2 separate regions of the Zea mays genome follow, and region 2 is linked to region 1. A link is a contact called in public Hi-C data. All regions are on one chromosome and are shown on one strand. The core of a region is the stretch at or near the end of the contact, and the rest is flanking DNA. Distances in the headings are between cores, read along the strand shown.

The links. Hi-C and Micro-C count contacts between places; a contact is called where the count stands out from the background.
Region 2: a contact with region 1 is called in a Hi-C map of leaf, with 4 times the contacts expected there. The contact joins the promoter of LOC103641007 here to the promoter of LOC103642374 in region 1. A contact is called at or near these places in 4 of 25 Hi-C or Micro-C datasets (ear, leaf and tassel).

The regions. Positions count from the first base shown.
Region 1 is chr10:34,939,878-34,944,751 of Zm-B73-REFERENCE-NAM-5.0, forward strand. It overlaps LOC103642374, which reads right to left and starts at 3,431. Exons shown (of 9, transcript XM_035963245.1): 1 at 3,267-3,431; 2 at 1,404-1,442; 3 at 1,126-1,209; 4 at 997-1,050; 5 at 681-758. The coding sequence starts at 3,431.
Region 2 is chr10:35,083,882-35,088,786 of Zm-B73-REFERENCE-NAM-5.0, forward strand. LOC103641007 (Phosphatidylinositol N-acetyglucosaminlytransferase subunit P-related) reads right to left here and starts at 1,402. Exons shown (of 5, transcript XM_008664423.3): 1 at 964-1,402.

The DNA of each region.
Region 1 (4,874 bases), core at 2,181-4,680:
AGCAAGATCCAGCACAAAGGTTCTCCATGATAGCTGCTGATGTATAGTTGTAATCATTAACCTGCCATTACACTGAGAACCAAAAGACTCATTTCTTTCTCCCACCATGCTCCCTTAGTGTTAGATTGATCACAGGTGAGAAATATCAAGGCGAACCCAAAGCTTAAAGGTGAGAAATTATCACATAAGATCCTACAGCTCTTTCTAACAAAATATTGACAGGTCAACTGTAGTTATCACAGATGCCAAGTGAAAACATACCTATGATCCTACAGACCATAATAACCAAACAATGTCCAGTCAACTGCAGTTATCACAGTTCAAGTAATTATGACGCCATATCATACTTTGAAACTACAGACCTTAATAACCCATGTTGCTGTTAGTAGGACATCATTCCGTGGAAGTTTGACAATCAATATAAGTTAACACTTTAACCTCTTCAGTGCGATCTTCATTCGGCATATTAACTTTCCTATTGAAAACTGAATATCAAAGTACTCCGTATTAAGAATTTCAACAAGGAGATAGACGCATTAAGTCCAGAATATGGTAGCCTTAGAATACCAACAGTAAAAAGGCATGTCTAGTTCAAACACACAAATGACTGGCTCATAATCAATCCATATAGGGTAATGGTTCAACCAACAGATTTTATTATTGGAAGTAAACAGCTATACCTCCTTTGTGTATCGTGACAGGCCAATAAGTTGTGAATCACGTATTGATTTGTATAAATCTACTGGGGCTATAGGCCTCTACAGATGGACAGAGCAAACATTGATCAGAAAAAGAAAATGAATTTTGCTATACAAACAAACACAAATAGGCAGATTATTGAGAGTGGTATTGCTGCAATAATAAAATAAACAATCAAAATGAGAAATGATTAGGAGAAGACCAGAATCGTAGAACTTTAAGGGAACCTTCGTTAGCTTTCTGATTAACATATACAGTAATATCTGGAAGGATTAAATTCTAGACAGGATGACTCACCTCGAGCACACTATCAATTTCATTTTGAATCCTCCAATTCAAACATTCTACAATCTATAGAAACAAACATATTATTAATTAAATTCGTGGTCCTTCACCCACTGTTGAGAAACTTGTATGAAACGTTACCATTTTATGAGCCTTTGCTACATTCCACTCTCTAGCCTTAAGGAAACGCACAAGTGTTTCTTTGGGATAGCCCTGGTGCATATTCTGAAATAAGCGAAGATATGCTCACATTGTTTCCCAAAATCCCTCAACAAGTTATAGTTTAAGTTGATGAACAAATAATCATGTATTACATATTTACATCTAACGACACTGAAGTGAAGGTAGTAATCAAACATTTTCAGAAATTTAATCATTCTATATAGTCAAGCTGCTAGTGTTTTGAGGCCGAAGACTACCTCCAGGCTCCAACCATATAAAGTGATAAAGAGTGGGAGCTGCAAAAGATACAATAAGACTTGAGATTGTACTCTTGCAACTTCACAGTAATCCAAAAATACATTAAGACCTGAGATTGGGAGCTGCAAAAGATGATCTGGCAAATAATCTTGAGTAATAGATCTGGAGCAAATAATCTTGAGTAGTAGCAGTGAATTTCTGTAATGGATCTGTTGTATTCTCTTGGACTAAGCAAGACGATTCTAGAGAAGGGTGATTGGTTTGGACGCTTATATCAGGTGATTCTATAGAAGGGATCTGTTGTATTGTGATACACCATGTGCAGTGGCCAGTACAAGTGAAGTTCCAACTTGTACATCACCCTTGGCTGCTACCCCCGGGACGGACACGAAGGCCCTGTAGCCGCGGTGGCGGAGCGAGATTCTGGCCGTCGGCGGGTTGTGGAGCCTGTCAAAGCTCGTCGTGACGGAGGCCCCCTCCCTGGCATTCGTCCTGCTGGCGCCCTCCACTCCGAGATCCGGCGTCCCGGCGACCCAGCGACCCCATCGGTGGTGGTATTGAACAACAGGGAGATGGAGAAGGTGTGAGAGAGGGGAGAGGAGAGAGGAAGAGGTGGTCCTCACCGGCGATGAGCACGTCGTCGAAGGTCCTTGCAGGGCGGCGGTCGTCTTGCAGCTAGGGCTCTCGTCCTCCGGTCACACGAGGCGGCGTGGGGAGCGGGATCGATTCACGCAGTGCAGGGAGCGGTAATCAGACGCTACGGGTCCGTATCCGGTCATGACGCTATTGGAAACGGGTCGGCCCAACCAAACGCAGAACAACGGGACCAAATCACGGTGCAAATGGATCACGGGCGAAAAACAGTCGACCAAACAACTTCTAAAGTTCGACGGTGTCCACAAGCCCGACGAACTTAACTTAAAAACGTGGGTACCCACGTTCCTAACTCGTTAAGTTCGACGGTTTTATCCAGGGCCTACGAACTTAACTTAAGAACGTGGGTACCCACGTTCTTAACTTAACCTATGAACTTAACTCAAGTACCCACGTTCTTAATTTTACCCACGAACATTTATCAGTTTCTTGTAGTGCAAGCACAAGAGCAGGGTGCCGGGATGGAGCAGACGTCGCGATGGCCGAAGTTGGCACAAGCGGCAAGGCGAGTGTAAGAATACAATAGACGACACCCCGGCGAGCACGCAGTGAGGCACGCAACAGCGACGATAGTCGAATCGGCAACAGAGTGTTGGCGAACTCGATGAACACGACCACAGTCGCGTGCTGGCGTGGATAGGACAACGGAGGCTGGCGAGCCCAACAGAGGAGCTTGCGCGACACGCATGGAAAGGGATCCGGCGCAGGGAGCTCGGGATGCAGAGTACCATGGCGGACAACCTCCATGGCGAGCTGAGTGACGGCACAGGGGCAAGCAAGGAACAGGGCGCGGAGGAAAATCACCAGAGCTCGACGCGCGCAGCAGGGACAGAGGGAGGAGCACGGCGCGACGGGGATTAAGGCTGGGCGTAGCTTCCATGGGTGAGAAGGAAACAGGACGTGCGGCGGGGCTCGACGAGACGCTGGTTCCAGGGAGCTTATAGCTGTTGCCGAGCTGGGGCACAGGGAGGAGCACGCGGCTGGACGGGAAGCTGAGCGCCAGGGGCGAGCTCACGACGGGGTCAGACTCAGCTGGGCGCGCGCGTCAGGAAGCAGAGAAGCTGGGCGCTGAGCTGGGAGCTTGGCCAGGACGCGCGGCACATAGACCAGAGAGAGAAAGAGGGACTTGGCTTGGGAAAGCAGGGCCGCGCTAGGGAGCAGAGCGCTCAGCACGCGGCAGGGAAGAAGGAGAAGTAGGGGCGCGGTACCAGGGAGCTCGGCCGGGCGCCGGAGTTGGAAGCCGAGCGAAGCTCCAGGCTGGGGCGAGCAGCAGACACAGCTGGAGGAGGGAGCTGGACGCGGTGCGCGTGGAGACCAGAGAGAAGCGACCGAGCGCCAGGGAGGAAGAAGAGGAGCGCGCAAGAGATAAACATTGCGAGCAGGGAGAGAGATTGCTACAGGAGAAGATAAAGACGGAGGCTGCGCGTGAAAAAATCCTTGCGGCTGAGATATTTTTCAAATTTTTCTCAATTTCTCTTCTTTTCTCTTTTTTTAAACCAAAAATCGCAGATATTTTTGAATCACGATTTTTAGCGATGTAAAATGGGTCCAATCAAACGAGATTGATAACAATAATTGGACACAATTTGATTTGGCGAATACTTGGGAGCCGGATGAATTCGTACCGTTAATTCACCTTTTTAGATCGAGGCGAAAAGCAACAGACCGAATTAAACAGATTTCGGCACTGATAATTTGTTCCGAAAACTTCCTTCGTCGAGTTCGACATAAATTTGTTTGGGGATAAAAATTATTCGAGTGGGTCGGACTTCCGAATTCGTATTCTCTGCATAACTTTTATTCAGACACACGACTCGACATATCACGAAATAAACGCGCGATATCGATGCGGCATCGAGATTGCGATCCTTTCTGGAAACGACGTCACACATCATTTACCTGGGCGAGAGTCTGTGCGTTGTCCAGACACGGATTTTGCACTAAACACTTTAGTTGTGGAGTTCGGCTTCGGTATTTCAGACTGTATTTAGATCCGTCTAATTTTTACGATCCTCACCGTCAGTCGATCATTTGATCAGACGCCAACGATCACATGCTGAGAGGAACGATCCACTTAATATGCTAGCGCATTGTTCTTTTCGGATAGCGCGGGGTTCCAGATTTTACATAAAATCTGAAGCCTTCTGATTTTCGTATTCACTTACGTGTGTGATCCGAACAGTTCAAAATTCGCCAGCAAACCAAGATTCGATAATCCAAAAGTTTCTCGAACCCTTTGTAATTGCGTAGATTATCAAAATGAAAATGGCACCAAACTCGATTTTTTGTGAGATGATTAAATTCTAAGCTAAACGAGATTTCTCGAATAATCTTGGTAATCGAAGATGGGATTAATATCGAAATCGTTATTCACCCCGACCTTTCTTACTTACGTCCATAATCGTTGTTTACGTATAGTAACACCTTGGGTGTTACAACTTGATCCTTATTATTGGAGTCACGAGACAATATGAACGCTAAGTTGACTTCTTGACAACCCTAGGACCTGTGGGTTAGGGCCCACCATGCTTCCGTTGTGCCACTTTAAACCTGGTTTGTCAATGTTGATCGCATTGCCATCATTCGGGGTTAGTAGCTAACCCCCTTAATAGGATCATTGTTACCATGCACTTGATGAAGACGATGTCGACTCTGATCCTGATTGATTTAGAGGAGATAGAGGTTGCCAACTTGCCAGGTGCAAGAGGAGAGAATAGCGAGAAAAGGTAGGCATAGGCGAATTAGAGAGAGCAAGGGGGAGAACCCAACTACCTAACTCCATAACACTCACCTAGTGAATTGATCCATTATGGACC
Region 2 (4,905 bases), core at 152-2,651, 140 kb after region 1:
ACTACGTTTAAACTTTGTTTAAACCATTTAAAAGTTAAAACTCACCCATGAGCGTTTCAACGTTTCGTCGTTTTAATAACCTTGTTAATATGTCATTTTTGATACAACATAACTTAATTCTAAAGGTTAGTTATTAGACTGTGATAAAACTCAGACATTAGTCCTGCGGCTATAATTTGGTTCATGATTCAGAAAATATCTGTGGGACAATATCATAGCTTGTTACAGTGGTCAGACCCCAAAAAGAACACTGCAGGTCACAAACAGCACAATTGTCGCATTGATGGTAAGCAGCACAAGCAAATCCACAGCCACCTAATTCAAATTTGCTTGTTGTGGCGGAGCATTGCTAATTTGATGCATAAGAACGGGGATAGGCTTCGATATTTTCAGATAAAGACATCTTTATCTCCCAAGTGCATCAGTATCACCAGAAAAACAAAATATCCCAATCCCACATACCATCGAAACAAATCAATAAATCCTCTTCATTCTCCCCAACCATTTGAATTCATATCTAGGTTAATGAGCTGAGAATGATGGCAAGGACATGCTCAAGAACTCCAACCTGACAACTCCTCCCTCAAGCAAAACGCTCTACTGAATGGATGGTTGGCTAGGAAACCAAGCATTATGAGTAATAGTCAATATAGTCTGGTAGATCTTCAGATGGTACACAGTTTGTGATCCAGGACAATTTGACCAATCTAACAACCATGCTGGAAGAAATTAAGCTGATGCCAAGTTGACAACACTAAGTCCATGAAGCACTGGATAGGGGTATGATGGCAGTGGCGGATCCAGGATTTCAATGTTGGGTATTTACAATGCAAAGAAAATACTTCGGTTGAAAGATACGAAGAGTTACAGTAGCACAAATAAAAGGTATATATAGTTCAAACTAGAGATGTTTAGTAAAAAGGGGAAATTACAAAGCGGAAATGGGAAATTTGATATCGTTACCTCCCTCGGCGCCGGCTGTAGATCCGCCGCCCCTGGGGCTTGAGCAGCAGGCCAGCGGCGGGCTCCTGTGCTCCGCCCCGGCCTCGCTGGTGCTGGCGCTTGGGCTGGCGCGGGGGGCGCCCTTGTCGAAAGGCGAGCACCCGTTGCGCCTGCGCGGCTGCGCCGTTCCCGCTGGACGGCCAAGCACCGAGGGGAGATGGCGACGATCGACCGCTAAGACAGCACGAAGCACGAGCAAGACCGGATCGAAGTGCAGCCGTGCTGGGGTAGGCGGCAACCGTCGGTGCCTCGGCAGGACGGCGGGCTGCGGCGCATCGTCCGTGACTCTGCGACGGGCGGACGGGAGACGGTAGAAGTCAGGGTGATCGTGATCTAGCGTAGTGAGAGGAGAATAGGGTCAATGCTCAACGCATGGTAAATGGGCCCATTGGGCCAGCCATCTCTACTCTACTATTTTCTATCTTTATCTCTATACTCTACTGGTTAGTTTTCCGTGCATTGTAACGGCTCACAACAATATCCATATAAACTATCTAATAAAAAGATCTAAAAAATTTTTATTAATTATCTCAACTCTCCATATAATGTTTTTTATTTTACTAAATGATATTGTTATTTACTCCATCCAATATGGCTTGGTATAATACAGCCAATGAAGGGAGCGATTAGAAGATAGTTCACAATGATCGACTAAACGAACAGAGATTATAGAATGACATAATTCCACCAAACAGAGACCAAATAAGAGGAAGTTTGTGAGCTCAAGTTTTTAAAATAAGTCCCATGAACTCAAACTTATTAAAAAAGATAGATCAAAATATGGAGTGGTTGCTAAAGTCAGGCATTAATAAAAACTGGATGCGCTCTATACAAATTATGGTACTTTGTAGCAATTACTAACATTTAAAACTAATAAATAACTTTTCCTTTTATTGTTAGCGTGACAAATCATTGCTGCTCCATCCAATTTAGCAAACTCAAACACCCTGGAGTTCATTGCGCCAATGTGGTATCAGAAACGACCTAATGTATGTAAGAGCCAAGAACATAAGGGACGAGCACCCTGTGGTAGTGCCCACATGGATCTCTGAAAGTCGCCTAGAGGGGGGTGAATAGGGTGAATCTGAAATTTATAAACTTAAGCACAACTACAAGCCGGGTCAGCGTTAGAAATATGAACGAGTCCGAGAGAGAGGGTGAAAACAAATCGCAAGCAAACAAAGAGTGAGACACAAGGATTTGTTTTACCGAGGTCCGATTCTTGCAAACCTACTCCCCGTTGAGGTGGTCACAAAGACCGGGTCTCTTTCAACCCTTTCCCTCTCTCAAACGGTCACTTAGACCGAGTGAGCTTCTCTTCTCAATCAAACGGGACACAAAGTCCCCGCAAGGACCACCACACAATTGGTGTCTCTTGCCTTGGTTACAATTGAGTTGATCACAAGAAAGAATGAGAGAAAGAAGTAATCCAAGCGCAAGAGCTCAAATGAACACAAGTCACTCTCTCACAAGTCACTATTTGATTTGGAATGAACTAAGAACTTGGGAGAGACTTTGATCTCTTTGGTGTGTCTTGTATTGAATGCTATAGCTCTTGTAAGGTGTGGGAAGTTGGAAAACTTGGATGCAATGAATGGTGGGTGGTTGGGTATTTATAGCCCCAACCACCAAACTAGTCGTTTGGTGAAGGTTGCTGTCGCATGGCGCACCGGACAGTCCGGTGCGCCTGCCACGTCACCAAACCGTTGGATTCCGACCGTTGGAGCTTATGTCTTCTGGGCCACCGGACAGTCCGGTGGTGCACCGGACAGGCACTGTTCACTGTCCGGTGCGCCATCTGGCTCTGCTCTGACTCTGGCGCGCACTGTAGCGCATTTAATGCCTTCTGCAAACGACCGTTGGCGTGAAGTAGCCGTTGCTCCGCTAGCACACCGGACAGTCCGGTGCTCCACCGGACAGTCCGGTGAATTATAGCGGAGCGGCCTCCAGAATTCCCGAAGATGAGCAGTTCGGAGTTGGAGTCCCTGGTGCACCGGACAGTCAGGTGCGCCAAACCAGGGCACACTTCGGTTGACTTTGCTCTCTTGTATTTGAATCCTTTTTGGTCTTTTTATTGGTTTGTTGTGAACCTTTGGCACCTGTAGAACTTATAATCTAGAGCAAACTAGTTAGTCCAATTATTTGTGTCGGGCAATTCAACCACCAAAATCAATTAGGAAAAAGGTGTAAGCCTAATTCCCTTTCAATCTCCCCCTTTTTGGTGATTGATGCCAACACAAACCAAAGCAAATATAGGAGTGCATAATTGAACTAGTTTGCATAATGTAAGTGCAAAGGTTACTAAGAATTGAACCAATATAAATTCTCATAAAATATGCATGGATTGTTTGTTTATTTTTAACATTTTGGACCATGCTTGCACCACATGTTTTGTTTTTGCAATTCTTTTGTAAATTCTTTTCAAAGTCCTTTTGCAAATAGTCAAAGGTAAATGAATAAGATTTTGAGAAGCATTTTCAAGATCTGAAATTTTCTCCCCCTGTTTCAAATGCTTTTTCCTTTGACTAAACAAAACTCCCCCTTAACCTCTTAGTGTTCAAGAGGGTTTTAGATATTAGTTTTGAAGAGGTTGAACCAATTTGAAATTCTATCAACAATAAGATACCGATTGAAAAATCATCAATTGAAAAATCTTTTCTTAACTCAAAATTTTGAAAATTGGTGGTGGTGCGGTCCTTTTGCTTTGGGCTAATACTTTCTCCCCCTTTGGCATGAATCGCCAAAAACGGATACTTGAGTGAAATATAAGCCCTTATTACTTTCTCTCCCTATGGTAAATAACATATAAGTGAAGATTATACCAAAGTTGGAGAGTTGCGCGGAGCGACGGCGAAGGATGAGTAAATTGATGGAGTGGAGTGGAAGCCTTTGTCTTCGCCGAAGACTCTAATTCCCTTTCAATCTATGACTTAGCATGAAATGTACTTGAAAACACATTAGTCATAGCACATGAAAGAGATATGATCAAAGGTATATTATTGAGCTATGTGTGCAAAACATCAAAAGAAATTCCGAGAATCAAGAATATTTAGCTCATGCCTAAGTTTGTTAAATGTTTGTTCATCTAATGGCTTGGTAAAGATATCGGCTAATTGTTCCTTGGTGTTAATATATGCAATCTCGATATCCCCCTTTTGTTGGTGATCCCTTTTGTTGGTGATCCCTTAGAAAATGATACCGAATGGCTATGTGTTTAGTGCGGCTATGTTCAATGAGATTATCCGCCATGCGGATTGCACTCTCATTATCACATAGAAGAGGAACTTTGGTTAATTTGTAACCATAGTCCCTAAGGGTTTGCCTCATCCAAAGCAATTGCGCGCAACAATGGCCTGCGGCAATATACTCAGCTTCGGCAGTAGAAAGAGCTACAGAATTTTGCTTCTTTGAAGCCCAAGACACCAGAGACCTTCCCAAGAACTGGCAAGTCCCCGATGTGCTCTTTCTATTAATTTTACACCCTGCCCAATCGGCATCCGAATAACCAATTAAGTCGAATGTGGATCCCCTAGGGTACCAAAGCCCAGTATAAAGTAAATATCTCAAGATTCGTTTTACGGTCCTAAGGTGAGCTTCCTTAGGATCGGCTTGGAATCTTGCACATATGCATACGGAAAGCATAATATCCGGTCGAGATGCACATAAATAGAGTAAAGAACCTATCATCGACCGGTATACCTTTTGATCTACGGATTTACCTCCCGTGTCGAGGTCTAGATGCCCATTTGTTCCCATGGGTGTCTTGATGGGTTTGGCATCCTTCATCCCGAACTTGGTGAGAATGTCTTGAATATACTTCGTTTGGCTAATGAATGTGCCCTCTTGGAGTTGCTTTACTTGAAATCCTAAGAAGTACTTCAACTCCCCCATCATAGACATCTC